2 separate regions of the Siniperca chuatsi genome follow, and region 2 is linked to region 1. A link is a contact called in public Hi-C data. All regions are on one chromosome and are shown on one strand. The core of a region is the stretch at or near the end of the contact, and the rest is flanking DNA. Distances in the headings are between cores, read along the strand shown.

Region 1 (5,431 bases), core at 1,559-4,058:
CACGCACCGTAGTCTGTATTTTTTCTGTGTATTTGAAAAATGTGTGCCATGTGACAGCAGATAAAATTATCTCAACATGAGCAAACATTGGCCCTCGCTCTGATGGATTCAGCTCTAATACAGAACGTCTATTTGTCAAGAATGTGTCACTAGGTTTATAAACAGCAGATTGCCAATTTGAAGAATGATATGCGCATGGCCATCCAAATCAATCCAATAAAATCTAATTCACATTTGCTCACTGCCTAAAGCTCTGGTTAGGCCTCATGTGGGATTTGTTTTCATTCAACTTGCTTGTTTTCAGAACATGTGTAAATATGGTTACCCACATTCAAGTAGTTCTTGTCAGTTTGGACCAAGAAAATTAAATTTTTACTGTTTGAAGATTGCTCATACTGGAATTTTTCTCAATTTTTGAGACATTTAGATACTGGAAGCTCAATGTCGACTTGAGTATATCATCATCTGGACCAAATGTCATTTCTGCAGGGTTTTGTTTTTTACAAATCTGCAATTTTAACAATCCAAATGTTAAGACCTGTGCCATGTAGATCATTGTGTAATCATGACTCATGTTGAAAAGCATGCTGGATGAATGAAAGCTTTGAGAACAAATTTCAGTAGGTGAGATCAATGAAAACCAGGCTTTATTATATGCTAGCATTCACCATCCACCATTACAACATTTTAGTATCACTTTCAAAATATTTAAGCAAATTCCATTGATTGTATTACCTAAGAGACACTTCACTCCCTTTTTCTGCTTCGCTGTGTAGTTGAAATTTGTATGGACAACCAAAGAGGCTTACAATTACTTTAGACCTTCCTCCTGAAAGACGTCACTGTGAATGCCTTAGTCTCATAGCATGCATAGTGCTGGCACTAATGAATTCAACATTTATTTTCATTCACTTCAAACTCATTGCAATAGCCAAATTTATATTTATGAGTGTCATGTTTATTTGTTTAATAGTAGCGTTTCCTGCTCTTGACAGCCCCATGCAGAACTCCACTGAGATCAGGGATGCTCTTGCTTTTCACATGTCAGCGCAGAACATGACAAAAGCTCTGAATATTTGTATCAGGCACACAGTACACACACAGAAACAGTGAAGTGCCAATCAGATTCTCTCAATGCGCTATGACATGTAGGACTCAGTTCCTTTGAGAGGCGAGGGAGGAAGTGATAGAGGTAGACTGGTAGATAAAGAGACAGAGATACTGTAGATAGCAGATAGAGAAGATTTCTGTTACAGAAATAGGAACAATTCAGAAAAAGTAAGTCTGACGCTGAGCTTGCAATGGAAAGAATGCAAAAATAGCTATATTGGGTGTATATAAATGTTGTAAATGAGACCACATACAGTGTAAGCACAAGCATCTCCCTCATGATTGAGCTCATTGAAAGCAGTGTTAGCTCTGTAACTGGTGTTTCGGTGGGACATGATTTTAGAGAAGCGAATGCCCTTGTGTACTTTTGGCGCCCAATAAGAGCTTTTATGAGTTCACACTGTTCAGCAGTGCCGCAATTGAAGAATTAAATGGTCTATCTTTAGTCAAACACCATTGAGAGAGAGTGCCTTCCAAGTGAGCTGGCACAATGGGGGAAAAGGGCAGGTTTCTTGCTTTAAACGTGCTAATATTGGTTTTTTTTATTAAATGCATAGGTAGGGCAAACTGCCAAGGTTATTCTTAAGGTTATTATATAGCTATGAATTTAAATATAAAACACAAAGGATATTTTAGAATAGACACCATGTCTTGTTTTTGTACATGATTCAAAGAAAGTAAAGTCAGGTATAACAGCCCATCTTGTACTTCCTTGCATCTATTCTGTACTGGTTAAACAGATGCTACTGGATGAGCTGGCTATTATGATAAAAATACAGTAAGTGAGTATACATGAGCATAAAAAACTATTGGATTGTAATTGATGTGTGTGACTGAAAGGTGGAATTAAGTGCATCATCAGGCGCAGATTCAAATCCAACAAAAGCCTCGTTAGACTCCTAACAAACACAGTGACATGTTCACGTTTTGTAACAGGCTACTTTGTATGGCTAATGGCGCATTTTACAAGGCTATAAATGCACAATAGGCTAATTGGTTTGACTCCTCTGTTATAGAGGCTTATACTTACTTGCTCCTACCAAGAACATGCCGCTGCCAAAAAGCAACAGGACCACGGAGTTGACCAAAACAAGCAGACGAGCCATGTCTCGGTGGGTATCGTTGCTCTCCTCGGATTAAAACGCAGATCTCCTATGCTTGAAGGGCAACTAAATTACATCGGTTCATTTTTACAACATGTTGGAATTCCTTTCATGAATGAATGCCTCGGGCTCGAGCTGGTCAATAAATAGATAGATAGAATACAAATGATGTCTTAACAAATTATGTCTTCAGAAACATTTTTGTCGAGCCGAGGCGGATTCTTCATTTAGGGTTTAAATCCACAAGTCTTCCGTCCATGTTCTCATGCATGAATCTGGTGGCTGGAACTGTACACGTCCATCATCCCTGGGTTCGCACGAGAGCTCAGGTATGAACAGGTCGTAGGAAAGATGACGCTCACAGGCTCGTCGGTCCCCTCGCGGACTGAGAGGACGCCGTGGGGCGATTCAGCACCACGGACAGCGCCTAAGTTTATTTAGTCTGTCCTCGCGCTCCGCAGCTCACTGTTTACGTCTCAGACCTGAATGTTGTTTGTTCACGCACTTTAACGGTAGCCCTTCCGCCTCCCCCCCCCTTCTCCTCCCTCCCACTCAACCTCCGAGTAGCCTACAGGACCCTCAGGTTTCTGGCACTTAGCGTTTCAGCTCAAGTGCACGCGCAGCACACCATGATTAATCTCCCACGTGTCATCAGAGGAGGGAGCAGCATCCATACGCCTACCTGGGCTACAGCCGCCACTCACGCAGTAGCATGCTTCTCCTGCTGCTTTAATATTTCAGTAGCACTGCCAGAAGCTAATATTTACCGCAACAGGGTGAGGAGTGTTGATATTACAAGGTTGTTATGGTGTCTTGAATGACAGTGAAATTTGAGACATTCCCAGAGAGAGAATGTTTTCTATGACAATAGATGTTGTACATTGCTCTACTTCACCCATCATACACTGTGCAGCCCCCTAAAGACACACCATGTTATCAGGAAGATGAATGCCATTGATAAACTGAGTGCATTGCCTCATGGGACAAGCATTTCACGTCAGATTGCTTGTCTTTGCCAGCACATGCAGACTACTGCAGTCTTTATTCATGGCACAACAAAGAGGTCATCAAATGTGTGGGAGACTACTTATTATACAGCTTCTAATTATGACTCAGATACTGAGTGGATATGGAAACAAGGTCATACAAATTATAATTTAAAAAAAAACTACAATAAAGGAGCAAAATAACTCCTTAGATGTGTTATTGCCCCTTTCAAAACTTTATTTTTCAACTGCCCATTTCAACTTTATAAATTAACCACTCGAAAGCTTTTAGTGGTCAAGAAAAAAAATGTTTTCCCCACCTCTGAGGTGTTGCCATGGTTTCTATGTGCTCACCAGTCCTCTGTGAGCCAGAGCAGACAGAGAGAGGCTTTTGTTAAAAAAAAAAAAAATTATATATATGACGTTTAAGCCAGATATTAGATATTAGAGTTACCATGACAGCTGTCTATTTGTAGCTGACATTTCTGTGGCATTTATCTCAATAACAGCTTTTCAGTTTACCTCAACAAAGACACTGAAACATGGGGTTGTTGTGGTTAGCACTCACTGCACTGACTGTATCCGTTTGTGTTATGTTGTTTCCTTCATGTAAAGTCAGTATATTTGTCTCTAATGACTATTCTGTTTCTTTTCAACTTGTGTATCAAACTTTATTTTCTTCCAGTTATTTACTGAGCTCATCTGTAATACAAACGCAATTGAATTTTCTTGGTTTAAAAGTCTTCTTACAGTTTAGAGGTTTTCAGCTTGAGTTACACCATGGCTTGTTTCATTGTAAAAATAACCTGTCTCTTTTCAGTCCTGTAAGATGTTAGCCATTCTTGGATCCCACATTAAAGAGAAATACCACAAAGTGATGTAGCACTAGCCCAACAATCTTTAGCAGTAACATGAGCCAGAATGTAGGCAAAGTCTTGGCAGCATTACTTCCCTATTTTCATAATTTACTTTAATCACTAGATCACATGTGTGTCCAGTGAAAAAAGTATTAGAGGACATAAAGTAAGTTGCTGATTTGTTGGAATACAACATGATTGAAAATATTTTATATAAGTTCTATCAAGCGGCTCAGGCAAAACAACTCCCATCAGTATAGATTATATAGTATTTCACTGTGGAAAAAGGCAAAAAACAATCCAATAAGGAACAACAAGGCAGCAAGAGCTGCTTTAGTCTGTAGAATTAAGTGGGAATTAAAGGTTGAGTTATCACAGGGTTTAAGCTTGGAGTACCTCATAAGTCTTTGAAAAGGCCTATAAAAGTAACTGATGTGAGTGGAAAATATTTCATAATTGTTCAAAGTGGTAGATACATTGGGGAATAATTTATAGCAGCATTAAAAAGAGAATGAGACAAAAGCTTCAACCACACTGGAAAATGTGCTATAAGGAATTCAATGAACAGCTTACAATGAAACTGAAATGATCTATACAAGCAGCACTCAGGCTTATGGCTTTTAAATGTTGCATAGAAGCACTCAGCATGTTCTGCACTTCAATTCTGCTTCATTCTAATTTTGGACCTAGTTGTTTGTTTGTTTTTTACATAATTGCTCGACTGCACCAGTACCTCCTGTTGCTCAGCTGTTTACTGCATGAGGGAGAGTGTTCCTTCATTTTGTGTGTAACCTGGGTAAAACAGTGTCCTACCAAATTAATTCAAGCTCTGTGCAAAAGTACACAGTTCACCATGATGGATGGATTTTCACTCTCAGTGTGGGAGCGCCATTTGTGACTGATGATTTGTGTGATACTGAGCGTTACACTCCTGAGAACAGATACACCCCTACAGGTTTTGGAATATTGAAACAGAGAATTTCTTTATTAGACTGTCAACGAAATAGCGTGGTTCCATATGATTAAAAATCAGAGTTCAGAGCTGACGTATTGTCTCAGCGCACCAAAAGTTATTCTTGCTCCGTTTTTCTCTCAATTGACACGATGTCTTTCCATTCAGAGTCAGATGCTGACTTCCTGTGTTTACAGTACATTTTTACAGTACAAGGGCTTGGCCCTTTTTACCTCCCATTGTATACTTTAAGGAATGAGTCACCTTCACATTACTGGACTGTTGGATTAATCTCAAACACTTTGAATCACTGAATCAACATAATTTTATGCAGGTGTCATCTTAAAGAGCACGTTCTAATGAAATAATTAAGCAAGTAAAAGTGCAGAGGACCTTTTAAAAGGCAGAGAGTCACCTTCAAAC
Region 2 (4,865 bases), core at 1,202-3,701, 44 kb before region 1:
GCTAGCTGTTTCCCCCTGCGTCCATTCTTTATGCTAAGCTAAGATAACTTCTCCTGGCACTAGCTACACACTTAATGCACAGACATGAGAGGGGTATCGATCTATTCTCATCTAACTCCCTCTAAAGGGAATATGCAGCGTAGTTCCCAAAATGCCAAATTATTCTTTTAAAACAGAATATGTTGGATCAGAAAAAATGACAAATCTGTATTAAACACATATTTACATTTCAAAGCTGTGTGAAACAAAACAAATTGTGTATTTTCCGTTATTGGGTCATACACAGATTTGCCACTTACTGGATCAGTAGACAAGTGGCTTGTTTGATTTTCAGTATTGACAGGCTTTTGTGTACAATACTATATAAACCCGGTCTAAATCCAGGTTTCGAAAATAACATACAGGCAGTGATACTTGCACCTCCCAATAAACACAACATTGTGAGGTGTTGAGCTTCCATCTGGACCGGTGTTACTGATTTTTATTCTGACAAGAGCTCTCAGAGATCGACCAGCATATCAATCAGCAAAACATGTGGGTCAGAAAAGCAGAGCTGGAACTATAGCTGACACTCCACTTGGTAATGATGCACATTGTTTTGACATACCATTAGATTTTGTGTTATGTCTGTAGGATCCCTGAACAGTGTGATATACACGTGCCAGTGTTTTGACATTCATGAAAATATTTTTCCATTTTCTGTTTGTTTGAGATTTAGCTTTTTTCACCATTTTTCAAAAAAATGTTTTGATGACTGCTTCCCTGCAGCAAAAGCAAAGTGCTGTTTTTCATTATTGCTCATATGTCGGGTAAAAAGTTGAACAAAAGTAGTTCATTGTTAAACAGCATACCTGCTTTATTCAGTGTATATACAGAATTTGAGACTTTGATGTATGAAGTTCTGTTCAGGCTTTGTACTGTAAATATTTAAATATTTCCATTGATATTCTCTCTCTGCCTCACAAACACCGGTGCTCTACAGAGTGAGGAGATCAAAGGCTTGCAGTTCACAGAGCCCCTTTGGAGATATGATGCAGACTGACAGCTCAGCTTCTGTTGTTCAAGCCTAGTGAAAAACTCTGCGATGGTGTCAATTATTTGTTTTAATGTTGTTGTTTCAAGCTGAAGGCTTATTTTGTGAATATGATCCATTGTGTGGTGCATTAAAAGGTTTTTTCTTCTACCAGTTGTCTTATAATGTGTGAAATCTGCATGCACCAGGATTTTTAAGAGACCTTTGTTCATGCACATATTCATCACACTCCATAGAAGTTGCTGTAAATCGAAGAGGAAGCTTGTGTGTCTTTGCCTATAAGATGCAATCTTAAATGTGTATTCACTCCAATGAGATGTCTTAATTTAGAGATTCACATTATTGTCACATGTATGCCATATTATAATGAACATGCTGTTTGATACATTCATATTTGTGAAAAACGTTGAAGCTGTTGATAAGGAGATGGGGTGCAAATTTCATAATTTCCATGTTCACCATCATTGTATAATTTTGTACACAGTTCAATGTTAAAATTACAGTCATTTGTTCTTGGGGGCAGCTAGTCAGACAGGCACTGTATGTGCACTGACCTATTTGCTCATTTTGCTTATGCTTACAGCTGAATGTTCTGGGAAATCTAACTGCATATTGTGGACAATGTATAACATTTCTTGTTGAAATGCATTTGTTAAACTCAGCACTTCTGGGTGTCTCTCTCTACTGCAATATACAATAAGAGAGAGGAGTCTGCTGAGTTCCAGGCATTGGCAGTGTTTGCAGACTTTGTATCTTCTGGCTACAGTCTTCATCTGACTGTTATTTAGATCTTTTGTGGAACCTTTATTTAAATTTTGTATAACATGCTCAGGGTGGGACTTTTAATTAGAACTGTGATAAGTTTAAAGAAAGAAAATCAAAACCAAAATCATTGGCAGCTTTTAAATAACTTTCATGCAAAGGCACAGTCACAGTCTTTTCTTGTTCTTTGTTTGTTCTTCTGCTTTATATTGTCTTTCAAAACCCTAAAGCATTGAATCCCTAAAAGACAAGACTGCTTTACCATCACCACAGTTACTGATTTAATTACTATTGATTGATAGTACTGCTACTGTAGAGTCTGTGGAGGCTAAAACAATACAAGTGCACAGAAATAAGTGAAATTCAGGTTGTGCAAAATATTAGGGAGAAAGTAGATACTATCTCAATAAGATGATAATTAAGTTTATATTGAGCAGTTACAGTACTTTGGTTACATCACACTTGTTTTCCAAACCTAAATAGGTCAAATAGGCCCTTTCAACTTCTTCTCTGCTCATTTTTCTACAATTAAGGCCCAAATACAAGTTGGAGCACGGGGGAGAGGGGGGAATACAGAGCTGGGTGTCCTGGGCATTGCAATGTGGGTCATGCAGCAGTGGTGCAAGCCAGCAAACAATCTGAGAGAGAAATCTGAAGGCTGGTGATTTCATGCTTGATGTTTGATCAAATAAATTACTTAATTTTTAGTGCCCTTTTTGAATTGGGGCTATCAGCTACAGATCCCTTTTTGTATACAAGTTACTGTAATGACAGCAGATTACATAGAGATCCACACACCACTGACTGCAGTCCAATGGCGTCTTCCTTCACTGGTGATGATGACATGCATGCAGAGATCCTGAGTATCTATGTCTAATTGAGATAGAATGATTTGAAGTGTTCTATTCAGAGAAAAATAACAACTTCGGCCCGTACAGCATATTTCTATATCAGGCATAATGAGAGTAAAAGCACCCAATCTTGTCCTTGTGCTGCTTATAATAAAGGTTGTATGTTCAATTATAGTGGCAAAGTGCATCAAGTGCATCACTCACTGTGGCTCATTTACACATCTATATAAAGCAACAAACATGACATGCACTGCTGGTTCAGGTAACGACCTCAGACAGACATACAGGGTCACTCAAGATCGATACCGCTTCTAATAGCCTGCATAAAAACCGACAAAACAAATCCATCGGTTTGTTGTTCATCGCTTCAGTGAATACATACAAGGTGTTGTGGAGGAGCAAAATGGCTTGGTGGACTTTGTCTGAATTGGTTTTAGATAACCATTGAAAATAACCTGTCATGGCTGTCCCTGGATTTGCAGACAGTTGGATTTCTTGAAAACCAGATATTAAATCCAGGAAAGATTCAGTGTGACTGTTGGGAATGAGGTCTAAAGTGCAATATAGTCACGGCGGAGATCATTTCTTAATCCAAGACTTTCCATTTGCCTCTGACAGTAAAAATTCAGATATTTCAACAGAAGCCGCAATATATTATGTAATCGTCAGGGAGGTTATTTCAGAAATGAACAGTTTTCTATATCTGATTTCCTGCAGACAAATAAGACAAAAGTCATACTTTTTAAGCTGGCATGTTGGCATAGCTCAAACCCAAAATTTGTAGGTTGTCCCTGTTCCTCCATTATCATAACACCTCTGAGCCTTACATGGAAAACCTTGAATCCACAAAGAAATATTATATCAACATTTGAATTGATTTTTGCATGTAACACATTGTGTTGTGAGAATATGAAGCACTGAAGAGCTCGCTCACAGCTTCAAGCATCTCTCATGGATGTCACTGGTGCTCATTTGTCTCCTGCTCCACCATTCCCAGCTGTGGGACTTAATCAGCATAATATTCATAACCACCTCTCTCATCCTGCTATGATTGGTTTGCTTATGCATATGCAAAAGGTTGAGTGCAAAAGCAAAGTTATGTCTCTTCTCTTCCAGAATCTCATACTGCACGGCAGATAAAACTCAGGATAAGGTCTTCGCATATGTCTCGCAGTGTCAGTTCAATGAGACGCTGGAGTGCCATGCATTTCTCTGCCAAAAGAAGAAGATTGTAAGTGTGCAACACTTGTGATTTTGTTGTATATACCTCCTATATATGTGTATTTATCTTGATATATATGATATATAGCTGTTGGACTTTAGCAGGTCATGAGGACAGTTTCTAAGGGGTTTCTTTGGGGACTGAGTACATACAGTATACTGAACTCCACTTCAGGCAGCAAGTAGCATAAATGTAGATGGTGTGTGGCTCCATCTTGTGGCAGGCCACCTCACAGTTTACTAGTCTGTACTGTTTACTGTTAATTCAGCCTACTTTGAGAAATCAATAAGAATAGAAATAGTTTAGTTCATTGAAGAAACTGTTAAAATGTTTACATTTAAAAATCTAATTGTCGCAGTAGTTAGTAGTAGCATAAATAATCAGACTACAGATGTTAAAGCAGAACCACCAAATTGAATCACAGCTATTCATATATGTTTTATATTTCATTACTGTGCTATTCTTCCCCCTTTCTCTTCAGGCTCAGGCTGTGACATTAACGGTAGCCCAGGCCTTTAAAGTAGCCCTCGATCTTTGGGAGATTGCTCAGGAAGGTGAGTTTACTGAACAAAGGGAAGGTGACATAGAGACAGTTTAGTGAAAGGTTTTCCTCTTAAACTATTTAGAAAAAGTACGAGTAAGGAAAGGCTGTAATCCATCCAATCTGTGGCAAATCTAACTGGGAATTCTTTGGGTTTTCAAGCCAAGTTGGGAGGACAGTTATTGAATATGTTTTAACAACCAAAGTAACAGAAGGAAAGTGCTTCACATGCTGAGCCACCATCCTGACCTTCACAATCTCCACTGCGCTATATGTGTGAGACACTACTGTACTTCCTGCATGTAAAATTGCCACTAAACTTGAATTTCTAACAGCCAAAGGTTCAAATACTGACACAATTCAAACGTAGATTTTTGAATATAGTTTATTTCAGGTTTAGTTTTGAGAAGGTTTTTTTTTCTGTCCGCAGACAAAAGCAAGAAGGCCAGGACTTGC

What was found. Hi-C and Micro-C count contacts between places; a contact is called where the count stands out from the background.
Region 2: a Hi-C map of skeletal muscle shows a contact between it and region 1, with 3 times the contacts expected there. The contact joins the enhancer-like site here to the promoter of fndc4a in region 1. A contact is called at or near these places in 2 of 3 Hi-C or Micro-C datasets (liver and skeletal muscle).

What each region holds. Positions count from the first base shown.
Region 1 is chrLG16:14,088,212-14,093,642 of ASM2008510v1, reverse strand. fndc4a (fibronectin type III domain-containing protein 4) reads right to left here and starts at 2,808. Exons shown (of 6, transcript XM_044169884.1): 1 at 2,141-2,808. The coding sequence starts at 2,216.
Region 2 is chrLG16:14,131,962-14,136,826 of ASM2008510v1, reverse strand. It overlaps si:dkey-71h2.2 (low density lipoprotein receptor adapter protein 1), which reads left to right. Exons shown (of 9, transcript XM_044169614.1): 4 at 3,763-3,877; 5 at 4,350-4,422; 6 at 4,840-4,865. Among protein-coding and RNA genes, the nearest start is that of si:dkey-71h2.2, 29 kb to the left of the region's middle. Within about 2 kb of position 2,451, the one cell type or tissue checked has an H3K27ac peak away from gene starts, as active enhancers do. A contact at or near this core is called in liver, where this site is marked.